Regions from separate parts of the Mus musculus genome. Here regions 1 and 2 are each linked to region 3. The links are chromatin contacts, called in public Hi-C and HiChIP or PLAC-seq maps. All regions are on one chromosome and are shown on one strand. The core of a region is the stretch at or near the end of the contact, and the rest is flanking DNA. Distances in the headings are between cores, read along the strand shown. Region 1 overlaps Pacrg (PARK2 co-regulated). Region 2 has its middle 19 kb from the start of Gm39565. Region 3 has its middle 110 kb from the start of Gm34972.

Region 1 (5,036 bases), core at 189-2,688, 420 kb before region 3:
GCTGACTGGAGAACAAGGTGGTGGGCGGGTCTCCCAGGAAAAGCAGTCCTCAGTGCAGGTGTTTGGAAAGCAGTGGTGAGCATGGTGGGGAGGTAGCCCGGGAGAGACCACTTGCCCTATGATGTATAGCCGCAGATGTGAAGGCCCTGCCAAGGAACACAGGCTGTGGATGCCCTAGATGTGCCCTGAAGCAGGACATAGTTGCTTCAAAGGAGCAGCAAGGACTAGGTCCCTCCCACACTCCACAGTACTCCCTGCCATTTCCTTTCCCTCCTCCACCCGCCTTCCCCCATAACCCCCTCAACACTATAGATACCTCTAAGTGCTTTCAGGACAAAGAGGAGTCCTTGCCATTTGAAGAGCTTCCTGCCAATCCTCATCAGACTCCTTGGTAAAGTGAAGGGCCCTCTAAGGAGCCCTGAAAGGAAGCCTGCACTGCAGGCTGAGACGACTGCCCTTCTCAACAGTGATGTTATAGCCTGCCCTGGTGTGGGTGAGCCCATGTAGGCCACTGGCTGCTCCGATGCTCTTCAGAGCCATGGGACCAGTCCTACTTGACCAGAACATCATGGGGGGGGGGGGAGAAGGGAGGAAGGAAGGAAGGGAGGGAGGAAGGGAGGGAGGGAGGGAGGGAGGGAGGAAGGAAGGAAGGAAGATTTCACTTAGCACTCCTGGAAGAGGCAAACTAATTTGATGCACCAAGGCCCATCTGGGCAATTCAGTAACCCTTCTTTTCCCTGGCATCTCCTCCTCTCTACCCTCTTTCATTCCCGAACCTGGGCATGCCTACTTCTCCTCTGTCCCATAGCTATCCAGAAATTGGGGTGTCGAGAGAAGACAGATGGCAGATAGTCACTCTCTCTCCACAGCCATACCCACTTCAGCTTGCACTCGGATGAGATCATTGGTCCCTGCACATTAATAACTGCATCAAGCCCTCTCTCTCCTACCATGATTCCTGCTCCAGGCATATAGGACAGAGAAGAACCAGGTGACCCCCCCTACTTCCCCCTGCCATGTAAATTCCCAAAGATACTGTTCCAGTAACCACAGTTCTTGCTCAGAATTGGGATATCTAGAAAACTCTTGTCTATGTAACTCCAGGCAGCCACTAGCAGTTGTCCAGACATGGCCTATAAACAGAATCTACAGGCTAGAATGTTATAAGTCCATGAGCTTTCTAAACTGTGGCCTGTTAGATTAATCACATACAACCCCACCAGAGAATGCTAGGCACATAGTCAGGGTTTGAAAGCAAACTTTTCCCTGTTTGCTAGACTTGGGGTGACTCATCTACAGTACATGTAGAAGTGGCCAGGCAACCAATTAGACCAAATGGAATTACCGTCTTTTTATGCTCGATGAAATGGGCCACTTTCTTGCCCTGTACCTGTGCCAGCTCCTCAGTGCCGACCTCTGCAAATACAGGTGGCATTCCACACACCTCAAGGCTCCAAGCTGAAGAGGGAGGGACCAGAGACTGGTGACTCAAGACAACAACACAGTTCCATTCATTCCAGGAATATTTTATCCCTAAGAGAACACAACACATAAGAGCAGAAAGTTGGAGTCATGGTGTTATAACAGGAAGAGACACCTGCCCCAGGTTTCTATTGGAACTTAAAGAACAGAAGAGGCTCCTCAGTGACTGGAACAAGGTCATCAAGACACATACCTCTCCCATGTCTCCTGACACACAGGCTCCCTCTCCACTCACAGGCACAAAGAACACCTCACCTGAGCAGGTGGCCTCAGCAACAGGGACAGTCAAGCTCACTTAGGACTGGAGCACCCCAGGGAGGGTGGGAGTGTCAGCTCATTTCAAAGATCAGAAAGCTCCCAAAGGAGACTGAAGAGACAGCCAGGGATTTAGGAGACCAGACTAATAAGAGAAGCTTATTCTTATGGGTGGCAAACAAAGACAGTATCGCCACTAGTTTTCAGAAGAGCAGGAAGATGGAGGCCACAGATGCCCCGTGGGCTGACCATCATCCTTAGCAGCTTTGATAATGAGGTGAAACAGGAACTTGGTGCAGGGAAAACAAACACATGAGAGCAGAAGTCAGGCTACTCTTGGGAGAGACTTGGCTGTGAAGGGAGTCTGGAAGTGTCTTGGTAGAGTTGGGTTTAGTCGGGGTTTTAAGATGGAAGCACCATGGCTACATTTAGATGTAAAAAGGCCTACTCCTCAAATGGGAAACCCCAAAGGGAGTAAGAATTGTCTGTTGGTTAAGGTGTGACTAGAGTTTGCCAGAAGGTGGAAGCTGTTCACAGCAGCAAGGAGGGCAGGCAGAACTCTCCATCATGGTGGAAGGATGAGAGATAGTTCTCTAATATTCTGCTTGCCTAGAACACTCACAGTCCATAATAGGTTTTCTCCTGAAAATGATCAGGATAAACTCCAACCCCTTTAATGAAATGGAGTATCATCTTTAAAAGACATGGCCACCCTTAAAATAACCTCTTGACTTCCCCGTTGTCATAGCTGCCTCCCATGAGGAGAGCCATGGCCCTGAAATAGATGGTTAGCAGGAGCTCCTTATGACTAAGGGACTTATAGCTCAAGACGGTGACTCCCTTTTGATTCTAGGATATGAAGTACCTGCTCCCACCTCCTCAGGTCTTCCTTTGAGAAGAGCTTGTCCTGTTCACAGTGCTGGCCTGTCTTGGTAGCTAACCCCCAGCGAAGAAAATCTCTACTGCTATGCCTCAACTTCCACAGCTGGCCAGAGCCTCTTGTCTGCTTTTCTGGAAGACATCACCTTTGAAAGGTTTTACATCTATATTATAGAGATTTATTTTTAATTTTTCAAAACTTCTCTGCTAGCCTCCAAAGAGCCCTAAACTATTTAAATTCTGCCCCTGGCATGCTGATTTATACTTGAGTTTGGTGTTTTATTATTGTCGAATGTCACATATAAGACAAGGGCTTTGGGGAAACCTGCAGACTTTCTGATATTTCCAAAGGTCACTTGTTATATGGCTGAACTTCGAGCACTTTTTCATCGTCACCTATCTGCACGTGTTGATGGATCCACACATGGGCCGCCATGGTTGCAGGAAATGCTAGTGCTCTAGTGGGCCCTGCCACATGGAGCACCATGAGGATGCTAGGCTTAACAATGCCAGAGAACCGCCGCTCCTTTCCCACCAGCTAAAGAATACCTACCTCCCCTCAAACCCAAATGTATTTCACACCAGAGTTAGTTTACTAGCCTCCAGTGTTTCCTCGCCTCCACCTCACCTTGCCATTTTGAGCTGGCCACCATCTATTTGTGTTTGAGTCTACCTGGGCTTTAAAAAAAATCGTCTTTCCATGTTTATGCCTGCCTCGCATCTTTCCCTTTTGGAAACTCATGTTTGTCGTAGGAGACTAAACTTTATCACTGTTGTATACTAGAGCCCAGGGTTTCTGGAACATTATGTCAGTAACCTGCTAATGCATTAAAGAAGGAGTTGTGTGACTGCCGCTGCCTTTGCACACTCCGACTGGTTGGCCAGGCAGATGCGTGATGCAGGATTCTGAGTCTCTGCCCACTTCAGATGAGTGAAGGGCCATGGCCAATTCAGGACATCTATTCTAGAGACTGAGAAAGGATTAGGAGGAGGCAGAAAGGATGAAAAGCCCCAATATGCATTTGCCTTTCCTCTAAGAGAGGGCCTTGGAGGATGGAGGAATTGCATCCAAGAGATTTTCTTAGATATAAGTGTAGATTTCCCCTTAATTAGTCAGCATAGTAACTTTCATCAACCCAAAATTCATAGAATTGTTTGTTTTGAGAGGGGGTGAGAGCTTAGCCTCTAGCTCTCTAGTCTGAGATTATTTCTGTCTATATCATTGTTTCATAAAATTACACTGAGATTATGTATATCACAGTTTGCATTCACTGTATTTTTGCAGTAGATAAATTATTTCATAATTTTTGACAGTGTTTTCTACACAAACATTTTTACCAATGCAGTTGAGTAAATATGAAGAGGGAAGATAAATTAGCTGTTGCTTATTTTTTGTTTTTCTTGCGCAAAACAAAAACATTCAAGTTTTGATGAAAATTGAAGACCAACAGTAACATGATCCAAAGCACAATCTTCCTGTTTAAAAATAGGAAATGGGATGTCCTCTGCCACCCCATTACTCTCTAGAAAGCTACGTTCCTATTTTCTAGGAGATCATATGAAAAGAGACACAAATGCTACAGATGACAGAAGTAGGTCATGAATCAACCTTGTTGTCATCTGGTTCTCTTGCAAACTCTCCCTCTACAGAAACTCTGACGTCCAGCGCCATGGACTGTTGAACCTAGTGGGCAAGATTTGCTCAGTATTCTCAGCCAATGCATCAGATAATGCTTTTAGTTACTAGCTAACATGGCCACACTCTCTATCGTGGAGAAGATGCTTGTTTTTATATATGCAAGAGTTATTTGTTCCTGTGTTGTTTGTGTATTTCAACTGCACCTAAAATTCCTGAGGCCACTTGCTGATCACTAAATACAAAATATTTCCTAAGGCATACTACAGAAGACAGTCCATGTCAAATTGAAATGTATTTTCTTCTTAGTTAGCTGATAAAGAACATGACTGATGGTACTCAGCTGTATAAAAATTAATTTTACTCTTCAATTAAATATATGGTCAAATTTTCATATCTCTTATCTTTTAAAAAGGTCCATTTTGTTTCTTAAATGAAGTGGTTTGCTAATTCAATGGATATTTTGTTTGCAATAGAATAATATGAGCATGAAAGAGTCTTTGTTTCAACAAATGAGTTTTATGTTCAATAACAAGTCATTAAATTCAATCAATTCTAGAATTCACAACTCAGTTCTTGAATAGAGACGAGTAGGGTTTTGATTTAGTTCGACTGAATCTATGGGGAATGTTGGTTATGCTTTGATCGACTTTATAACTTAGTGTTACTTGGAAGACTGGAGTATTGAATACCAAGGCATAACAAAATTTGGACTATTTAACTAAGATAAGTCTCCAGAAAGAGTCAAGAATGATGGGGGAAAATCATTTGATATATTCTCTCT
Region 2 (4,619 bases), core at 1,484-3,983, 350 kb before region 3:
AGCCAGCACCTCTAGGGAAACCGAGAGCAACAGCAAACTTCTGAAACCACAGCAGGACAGAGACGGGAGGAGCTCTGGGGTTGTGTACCTAAATCAGTGGGCTCCAATGTCAGTGAGAGGGAGTGAGAAAGACACCTGATGTGAGTCTCTGGTCTCTATGTGTGCGACACACATGCATGCACACACACACACACACACTCGTGAACAAACAAGTACAGACACGTGCACATGAGCATACACACACACACACACACACACATACACACACACACACACACACACACACACACACACACACACACACACACACACACACAGGAGGAGATAGCCCTGTTCGTCCCTGGAAGCACAGCTAGCGCAGCTGACCCAGGAACCAGAGCTTGGAGGCCTAAGGGTGGTGGAGCACATGTGCCCATCACATCATCAACGGGCCAAGAGTGCTGGGAATGCAAGCGTAGGACTTCTTAGAACTGAGTGTCTTGAGACCATGCAGTCCCAGGCAGGTCTCAGCTGACCCTGCTTACTTCCCCTCCCTCGCCAGCTGCCACCAGGAAGGGCAAGTTCCCCCTCAGCAATCAGAAACGTTCGCAGCAGAAAAACCTCAGCGCGGCAAGGGATCGTCTCCAGCGTGAGCTCTCACATCCAGGCTAGGTGGGAACCTCAAGGAGTAAGTAGGACTTGATACAGCTGAAGCAAAGCTCCTGGTACCTGACTCAGGTGTGCCGGCAATGCTGGCTATCCAAAAGAGGTTAACTTTGAAGCACTTGCAGCTTAGCTGCGAGCCTCAGTTCACAGGCAACAACGAGAGACCAAGAACTAGGGAAGTAATGTCACAAGACTGACAGATTTGAGGGTAGAGTGTCTGGCAATGTATCTGGCCCAGAATTAGTCTCCATGTTGTAGAAATAGACCAGTTGCCTGGAATAGTCCTGGATCCATTTTTCTTAGAACAAAGACATTGTTAAGAACACAGATGATGGGCTGGAGAAATGGCTCAGCAGTTAAGAGCACTGACTGCTCTTCCAAATGTCCTGAGTTCAATTCCCAGCAACTACATGGTGGCTCACAACCATCTGTAATAAGACCTGGTGCCCTCTTCTGGTGTGTCTAACAGCTCCAGTGTACTTACATAAATAAAATAAATAAATAAATCTTTAAAAAAAAAAAAAAAAAGAACAGGGATGAGGTATTGATAAGAAAACAGCCCGGCAGTGGTGGCGTACGCCTTTAATCCCAGCACTTGGGAGGCAGAGGTAGGTGGATTTCTGAGTTCAAGGCCAGCCTGGTCTACACAGTGAGTTCCAGGACAGCCAGGACTGCACAGAGAAACCCTGTCTCAAAAACAAAAAAACAAACAAACAAACAAAAAAAGAATTGATAAGAAAACATCTGTAAAATTGAAAAGCAGAGATCAGGCGAAGCAGGTAACAGAATTATATCTATCCTGTGCCATCTGAAGACACATTTCCAGAAGTGTGTGCACTATGGCACTCACTGCAGTAGCCTGAGTGGCAGGAACAAGGTTTACTCCTTTGATTTTTGCTTGTCACAATTTTCCAAATTACTGCAATCCAGATAGTCTCCATCTGTCACAGGTTCAACTCCCACCCCTACCCCTCGGGATCCACATGTAAAAGTATTGGTCCCCACCAGACTTGTACCTTGGACTGTGGGCTTGTTGAGACAGACCTGCTCAGAACAGAGAATGTCTGTAGTCAGCTAAGTTGGGGTGGGTCCTACTAGAGAACAATGACCATCCCTGTGACTGTGTCCCTTTAAAAGAAGGAAAACTTAGTGAGGTGAAGGCAGAGATGGCGCGTTGTGTTTCTACATGCTGAGGAACAGCAGGATGTCAGTCGCCACCAGGAACTGGTCGCTGGTCCACAGTGGCAGATTCCCCCATTCAGACTAGGAACAAGTCACCCTGACAACCATGGCCTCAGACCACCAACTTCCAAAACACCGATGGCAAGGCAGTATATTTCTGCCATTTGGGCCACCAGGCTAGGGTCACTTATACCACCTAGTAAAAATGACGACAGCAACACCAAAAATTATTCAGACTTTAAAGTTAAAAGTTAGGCTTGGGGACCAGAGAGAGCAAACCCGGAGCGAGCCGGGGCGGGGGAGGGGGAAGAAGCAAGAGGGAGAAGGGAAGGGAAAAAAGAAAGAAAAGAATTGCTTTAAAAAAAGTGAGGCTTGCTTGGGTGGGTATCTGGAAGTACAGAACAGCTGTCCCCACCCAGGAACTGCAGCTTCCCGGATTGGAGCCTCTTCGCTCGCTCTCAGCTGTTCAGTAAGGAGAGCATCCTTCACTGTGCCAGAGCTCTGGGGAGCCTTTCCTCCCTCTCTGCTGTCAGTCTCCCTGAGTCACTTCTGCTCTCTGGAGCTGCCAGATTTTCTGGCTGATGGAGGCCGTCCCACAATCATGGCAGCTTGGCTCCAGCCTGACCACATCCCAAGTGGCTGATACAGGGATGAGGCACATGCTGCAGGGTGCCACAGGTCACATGGTAGGGGGACGTCATGGAGCACGCAGGGGCCTCCAAAACCCTCGGAGCACCTCCTCCTCAGCAAGCAGAAGTCTATTATTACAATGGACTGCTTCATTCTCAGCTTCTCCAACCCTGGGGCTGGGCTCTCGGAAACCTGAACCCGAGCAAGGCCAGCGGATCAAAATAACTTCCAAGAATAACCAGGCCTGCGCTGGACTCAGGCGTGTGGGCCTGCAGGCTGAAGTGCTCCAGTTCCTGCCTGGGCCTTCACTCTACCACAGCTCCCCAGGAATGAGTTATCAAGTGACACACTCTGGAACTTAATCAGCCGAAACAATGGGAGGAAGTATGGCGCTTTCTCCACGGCCCTCCAAACGGGGAGCCCCGCTTATCAAAGGGACAGGATTTATTCAGTTGCTACAAACTTCCAAAGACTTCCTTTCCCAAAAGAAAGACCCACAGGAAGGTCATGTCCTTCAACCACATCCAGTGAGTCAAAAGTGCCTCCTGCTTCGCTTCAAGCTGGCCAGTCAGCCGACTTCCACCCTGGCCCCAGCCACTGGATCTGGGCACACAGCTGCCCCAGGAGAGCCTGCAGGCTCCAGAGGGTCCAGAGACAAAGGCACAGCTGACCCTCAGACCACAAAATAGAGGCCACAGATTACGAACTGGCACCAGCTCAGGGAAAATGAGGCTTATGGTCACTGGAAACAGGTAGGCCATAGGCTCTCTCTCAAGCCAGTTAACCTAATCTAGAGTTCTCTTTTCACACGGAGCAGCCTGACTCCTAGCAGGCTGGGCCTCCAGTTTTACAGTCCCCGAGTATTTTACCAGTGGACCTTTTCCTATACCTTGTGCTTGGACTGCAGCCTTCCAGACAAGCTGAGCATCCTGGAGCCTGGATGTGACCTTCATCAAGACCATCCAATCAAAGGGGAGAAGACTAGCCACACCCACTGCCCCCAACACACGGTGTACACAGCCAATTCTAAAAACTCCAGAGCTGGAGCTGAGCCTGCACCACACCGCATGCACGCCACACTCCTTCGTATTGCACATGATAGACATTTGTCTGTGCTGTCTGAGGAAGAGCTCGTCCACACGTGGATGGGAAGGCCTTTCCCAAGATCTCGGGGGTCTCCCTGCCTCAGAGGGTGGTATTTGAACAGCCTGTATCAAAAGGAGCTAAGCCTTTAACAAGGGGTGTGTGGCCAAGGGAACAGCTTCTGCTTCTGTGTGTGCGCGTGCGCGTGTGTGTGCGCGTGCGCGTGCGTGCGTGTGCGTGTGCGTGTGTGTGTGTCTGCGCGTGTGCGATGAGCTTCCTGATTGGAAGGCAGATGTAGGAAGAATAAGTAACTGAAGTAAGTATGTCTGTGCCTCACTAGCCACAGATGCCTCATTGATCACCACGTGATTTCTAACCTAAGCATGGACGTAGTTTCAGACCCTGTCTCAAAACTACAAGTCACCCAGTGTTGGCATGTCTGTCAACAAAGCCCACTCACCCTCATATTCGTGCTAAGGAGGGCAGGATCTCTCTGTCCTTCAACAATGAGTCCAGACACCTAATATAACATCCCAAGGCCCATGTACTCGGGCATCCATGCCTCCTTCCTATTCCTGGCAGAGGCTGAGCAGTGAGCACAACACATAACCCAATTCGGCAACGCCCACCAGAGGCCTGGCAGGCCTTCTCAGCCTGGACCCTTGACCTAGAGGTCTTGTGCATGGATTCTTTGTGTGTCCATCCATCAATCGACCAACATCTAACAACACCCACAGACATCTGTAATCTTTGGAGTGAGAGTCGTGTAGAGATAACTCTCTGGTGCCCGCCTCAAGAACACTGCAGTGCTTAAGGAATCAGACATCTGTATCCCATAGGTTAAAGTGAATGGTCACTGGCCGGTAACCCTGGTGATCCATGAAGAGAAAGGTCTGGGTGCCTTCCTGCTTCTTGGTCTACCCTCTGTGTGCTCTGCAAGGGCTTTGACCACACTGGGCATCAGTGTAAGGGTGGTGTCTGACAAAGAAGAGAAGTCAAGCCCTCTCTCCCACAGGTCACCTTCTTTAATGAGAATACTCATTCCCACAGGGTCCTGATAAGCTTCCCTTTGGCTTTTC
Region 3 (5,056 bases), core at 1,263-3,762:
AGGACTGAAGTGAGCTGAAACCCCTGATATAGTGACATGTTCTCAGTTTGCTGGTCCTTGGATGCATACTCTCTGTGGTCAGATGATGAGTGCCTATGCCCATTGTCTTAATAGTATCTTCTTTTCTTCTTTATGAGGTCCAGATGAACACATGGCCCTCATTCTTCCTGTCTGATGTGTCTGGCAAGTTCCAGGTCCTGATTTTCTGATATGAGTTTAATATGCCACATCTCCCCAATTTACTTTGATAAATATATAGACTTGTTACCCTTTCTAGTCTTAGGCATAAATTACGAGGTGGTATCTGGCAGATGGTGAGTGTTTATGTACACACCAAGGGGCACAGTTGTCCTGCTTTGTCGTTTGCCTCCAATGTAGTCAAATTCTGCTGGTGAAATGAAGTCTGTCAGGGTAATGCACAGCCTGAAAAACTACCACTTTACACAGTACTGAGTTGCTTAGAAGAGGGTACAGCTTGAATTTGGATCAGCGCTATAAACATCAAGGTTGGCTGTGGTCAGGAAGAAAACGGTCATCACAAACAAGTTCTTAAGGGCTCGGTGTGGCTCTGCCCAACTACAAATGGAACGAGGAGAGGGAATCTTGTGTTTCTAGAAAGAGGAAAGCAGAGATGCTGGGTCCTCCACGGTGTGCACCACAGTTTGATGAGTTTCACATGATGGATCAATTCTTGATGGTAGCATGTTGTTTTAAGACCCAATTGGTATGCTGACATGTAAATTCATGTAACTGGAAGTCCAAAAGTTTTTCTCGCACCCTTGCAAACCAAATGTCATTTTTAACCTCAATTTTCACATATACTCATTTATTTAAGGAGTTATTCTTATTAGATGGTAAGAAATGAGTTTGGATTCACTCAAGCCCTTATATATCCTGCCTCATCATCTCTTTGGAGTGGGGCAACTTCTGGAGAACATCTGGATTCAGGTCTGAAGATCCTTAGGCAGCTTGGTTCCTTCCATACACTTTATAAATCCCCAGCATATGGCAAGATAGCACCGGATAGTTGCTTTGTCATCCACAGGGACCAAGAATGCTGAGTCATGGTTGCTTGCCACTAGACCAGATGGAACTATCTGGAAGCTGGGAGCAGTTGATAGCTAAGAGAGTCCAGGGAGTCTCCTGTTGCAAAGCATCCACAGATTCTCAGAGTTATGTTGAGTTCTGTGGTGGAACATTTCACTGTACTAGGAAGCGGCTGAGCAGTCAGAGAGTCGCTGGGATCTATGTGCACTCAATGAGAGCCAGAGGGGTCAGGTCTCAGGAGTGGGGCGTGGGCTTCACTGTGCATTGCCGAGACAGCTGGCACCTGTGGGGTGAAGGCTGGGACTGGCAAGAGGTGGGAAACAGGAGAGGCTGAGAAAAGATACTTAGAGCTGAGCCCACAACATTGTACCCTCCTTTGCCAATTATGAAGCACTTAGATTAGTTCTTATTATATAATAGTTTGTACTATCTTTGTAGCAACTTTGATCTGTTATTGTTGACATTAATTTTGCATATAAAAGCACAGAAGAAGAAAGGGAAACAGAAAAGAGAGAGGGAGAAAAAATGACATGTTCCTGAGATTTTCAGGTCTTGGTTATCACTAGCCCACGTGGAAAATTAAATCACGACTTGAGGTGGTCTGACCCTACCCTTGAATGTGGCTTATGGAATCTAAGAATCTGGTTGATGGGTTGAGAGTCTCCATTTTTTTCTCATGCATCTGAGATGAGTTGTATGTGTGTTTCTTAGGGCTGCCAGAGTGAATTGCTCCAGATGAAAATAAGATTCCCCACAATTCTAAAAACTGAAATCCTAAGCTCAAGGTTCTGGCTGGAAGAGACCTTTCTTTCCCTTTAGGACGCCTGGCTTTCAGGAGGCTACCGGCTCGTTGCCATTTCACATGGCTTTATGCGCAAGTGTCTGGGGTCTTTAGCTCTCTATACTCTAGACTTCAAGGAATAACTCAAGTCAGATTCAGTTGGGGTCTGAACCTAAGACCTCAATTTTAACTTGACCATCTCTTTAAGCTTCTTTCTCCAAATAGTTTGATTCTGAGCTACTGGGGGTTGGGGATCCCAGTGCACAAAATTTAGCCTATAGCAACTGCAAAGTCAATATGGACTGTGCCATCTCACTAATGCCTGAGCGTTGTTGAGTCTAAGGAAGTGCACTTTTCCTGACACAGAAGGCTCTTCAGAAGTGCAGGAACTTCAGTGTCAACAGAGAGTCACATCCTGGGGGGTTGGAAATGAGGGCCCTGTGTGCCGCCTTAGGAAGCTGTAGAAAGTGAGTCTCACAAACAGCTGTCTGGTTATGACTTAACGATGAGTGGATGCTAAATTACTGGCTTGTGAAGTCATCTCAGGAAGTTGAACTTGAGATATGCCTTTATTTTAAAAGCTTGGCCATCATTAGTATGACTTGAGAGGAAACTAGAAAATGCTATAAATAGAATCTGCACTACCCTTTGAGCTCAACTTAAAGATGAGGAAGCAGGCTGGAAGTTGCTCTCCAAGCGTCATTTGAGGAAGTCATGTTTACAAAGGGCTGTGACCTCAGTATGTCCGCAGAGAGTCTGACCATTACCTTTATAAGAACCTATTTGGCATCTAGAAAGGAAGGATCCTCAGGAGATTTCATGCCCAGAAAGCATTTGTTCTCAGTGCTCTGGGCTATTCGGGAACGATCTTCACACTTCATAGTTTTCTCCTTAAGAACAAAAAATCTTGAAGGCCAGCGGCTCAAATTATTATGAAAAGCAGTTCCCAGGTGGGATGGTCAGGGCCAGGACCAAGGGCCATGCTTCCTTGATTGCTCTGTCAGCAGGACCAGAATGCAGGCTGCAGTGTGGCTAACGGTGTTATTCTGCCTCCTTATCTGATCATCTCACCGTCATGGGGATAGCTGCAGTCTTAGAGCCCAGCACACTCTGGTAATGTGGTGAGGCAGCTGGGATGAAGGCAGATTTGGAACATCCAATGTTCTACTCATGAACACTGGTGAGAACGAAAGGGACCAGTTTCTTCTCTGAGGCAGGGACCGTAACCCCAAGACTGGCTAGACAGCTGGCTCCTCCTGCCCCCAGAGATTCCAACTGAACTGCTTAGGACAAAGGGCCTTCAAGGGAATTTTTGTAGTTATTTAATTCTGTGGGGAAAACAATCTTTGGTTTTGCTATGTAATCTTTTTCCTTTTATAGGATGACAGCCAAGTTAATCTAACTATGAGATTTTAAAATTTATTAATTTTAAGGTTTTTGGAATGATTTTAAAAAGTAAGTTTGATAAAGAGTAAAGATTTTTAAAACAGTAATCACCTTTTGTGACTTAAGATTTAATCTAGCTTTTTTCAGGGCTCAACAGTGGGCTCCAAGCTCTGCCCGTTTGTACTTGACACCTGGTAGATCTTCCTCTGTTACATCTTTCCTTGCTGTTTTCATGAGAAACCCTGAGCTCTTCCTCTGACATCTTAGTTCTTAAGAGTTGGCATAAGCACAGACCGAACTTTTGATGTGTCTCCAACACTCACTGTTTAGAAAGCCCCGGAGTTCAGTCCTTTAACATCCTTTAAGATATCCCTCAGCTCAGAAATCTGTGGGAACCAATACTTCGTGTTTGTCAGTTGTCTGTTACTGTAACAAGGACCAGTGATAATCAACTTACAAAGAGAAAAGGTTTTTCTTCTTCTTTTGGGCTTTCCCTTAGGATGTTCTAGTCATGACCAGTGGGTTCTTGTGGCTTTACTACTGCAGTGGCTCATCCTGGTGGGAGCCCATGACAGAGCAAAGCTGTTTACCTCATGGCTAGGGCTTGAACTGGAGAAAAGCAAGAGACCAGAGTTCTCTAATCTCTGTCAAGAGAGCACACACTCCTAGGGTGGTTGGTATTGGTTGTCATATTACCTGTGGTGGGAAATATTCCACGTGCTGGGTGATGTGTTTATAAAAAGATAAAGAGGTAGGGGGATATGTTCTATGGAGGTGTGGTGAGGTATGAGGGAAGGGGATGTCTCAGGGGACCTATGTAGAGGCATCCCCCCACCCCCCAGGACCAGCCACAAGACAGTATAGTATAGAATAGAGTTTATTTAGAGCATGGTGAAGGAGGGGGAGTTAGGAGGGTAGTAGAGGCAGAGAAAGGCAGAGAGAGAGAGGGAGGGGGGAGGAGAGAGAGAGAGAGAGAAGAAAGAAAAGTAGAGAGAGAAGAGAAGTAGAGGCCAGCCATGGCCACGAGCACATGGAGAGAGGGGGAAGGGAAGGGAATGGGGAAGGGAAGAGCAAGAGCAGGAGAGAAGCAAGTGATCAAGAGAGCAAGAGGGGGAGAAGGGGTCAAGCAACTTCTTTTAGAGTGGGTCAGGCCTGCCTGTTGTTACCAGGTAACTGTGGGGTGGAGTTTGAATAGAATGCTAACACTGGGGACTTGGACTGGATGGAAAAGAACAGTGAGTTGAGCAGCACTTGTCTCCCTCTGCCTTCTTACTCTGTAAGCACTGTATATAGTTCCCCTAAGCTCTTGCTGACATTGCTTCCTGCCACAAGACTGTATCTTCTAGAACCGTAACCCCAAACCAACCCTTTCTCCCTTAAATTGCTTTTGCTGGAGATCACACCTATACTACGTGGGCCTTTGGGAGTCATTTCAGACCCAGAGCATAGCAACATCCATACAACGCCACTGTTTCTTCCGAGTTATGAATGTTTCATTAAAGGAGCTTGGTCATTCTGGGATTAGTGCTTAGCTCCCTCTGTCCCTCACATGTGGCAAATGCTGCCAGGATTGAATCTCACAGGAGAGGATGTTGTTTGTTTGCGTGTTTGTCTTATTTTAAATTGTTTTGGGCAATGGAAGTTCTGTAGCATTCCCACACTTGACCTCTCTGCAGTGTCTCAGTAGGCAAAGCACTGGGCTGGTCCTGAATTTAAGAGGGTCTGTGAAGTGTCTTCTGAAGTTTCCTCATTTTCTTCTTACTCTGAACTCAATAAACAATTATTTCTGCCATCCTTTCTATCATTTGTCTCCCTCTGAGCTCCATTGAGGCTCAAGGCTGG

The links. Hi-C and Micro-C count contacts between places; a contact is called where the count stands out from the background. HiChIP or PLAC-seq counts read pairs in DNA pulled down with a chosen protein or histone mark.
Region 1: a FOXA1 HiChIP or PLAC-seq map of pancreatic cancer cells shows a contact between it and region 3. The contact joins two enhancer-like sites. A contact is called at or near these places in 1 of 39 promoter capture datasets (pre-B cells) and 2 of 115 datasets of contacts at active chromatin or transcription factors (embryonic stem cells and pancreatic cancer cells).
Region 2: a Hi-C map of muscle stem cells shows a contact between it and region 3, with 4 times the contacts expected there. The contact joins two enhancer-like sites. A contact is called at or near these places in 2 of 484 Hi-C or Micro-C datasets (muscle stem cells and myocytes).

The regions. Positions count from the first base shown.
Region 1 is chr17:10,460,208-10,465,243 of GRCm38.p6, reverse strand. The region is part of intron 4 of Pacrg (PARK2 co-regulated); the gene reads left to right. The region is part of intron 1 of A230009B12Rik (RIKEN cDNA A230009B12 gene); the gene reads right to left. Among named protein-coding and RNA genes, the nearest start is that of A230009B12Rik, 6.5 kb to the right of the region's middle. Within about 2 kb of position 1,438, at least 14 of the 459 cell types and tissues checked have an H3K27ac peak or open chromatin away from gene starts, as enhancers often do. A contact at or near this core is called in pancreatic cancer cells, where this site is marked.
Region 2 is chr17:10,388,750-10,393,368 of GRCm38.p6, reverse strand. No RefSeq gene overlaps it. Among named protein-coding and RNA genes, the nearest start is that of Gm39565, 19 kb to the right of the region's middle. Within about 2 kb of position 2,733, at least 107 of the 459 cell types and tissues checked have an H3K27ac peak or open chromatin away from gene starts, as enhancers often do. A contact at or near this core is called in muscle stem cells and myocytes, where this site is marked.
Region 3 is chr17:10,038,472-10,043,527 of GRCm38.p6, reverse strand. No RefSeq gene overlaps it. Among named protein-coding and RNA genes, the nearest start is that of Gm34972, 110 kb to the left of the region's middle. Within about 2 kb of position 2,512, at least 43 of the 459 cell types and tissues checked have an H3K27ac peak or open chromatin away from gene starts, as enhancers often do. A contact at or near this core is called in muscle stem cells, myocytes and pancreatic cancer cells, where this site is marked.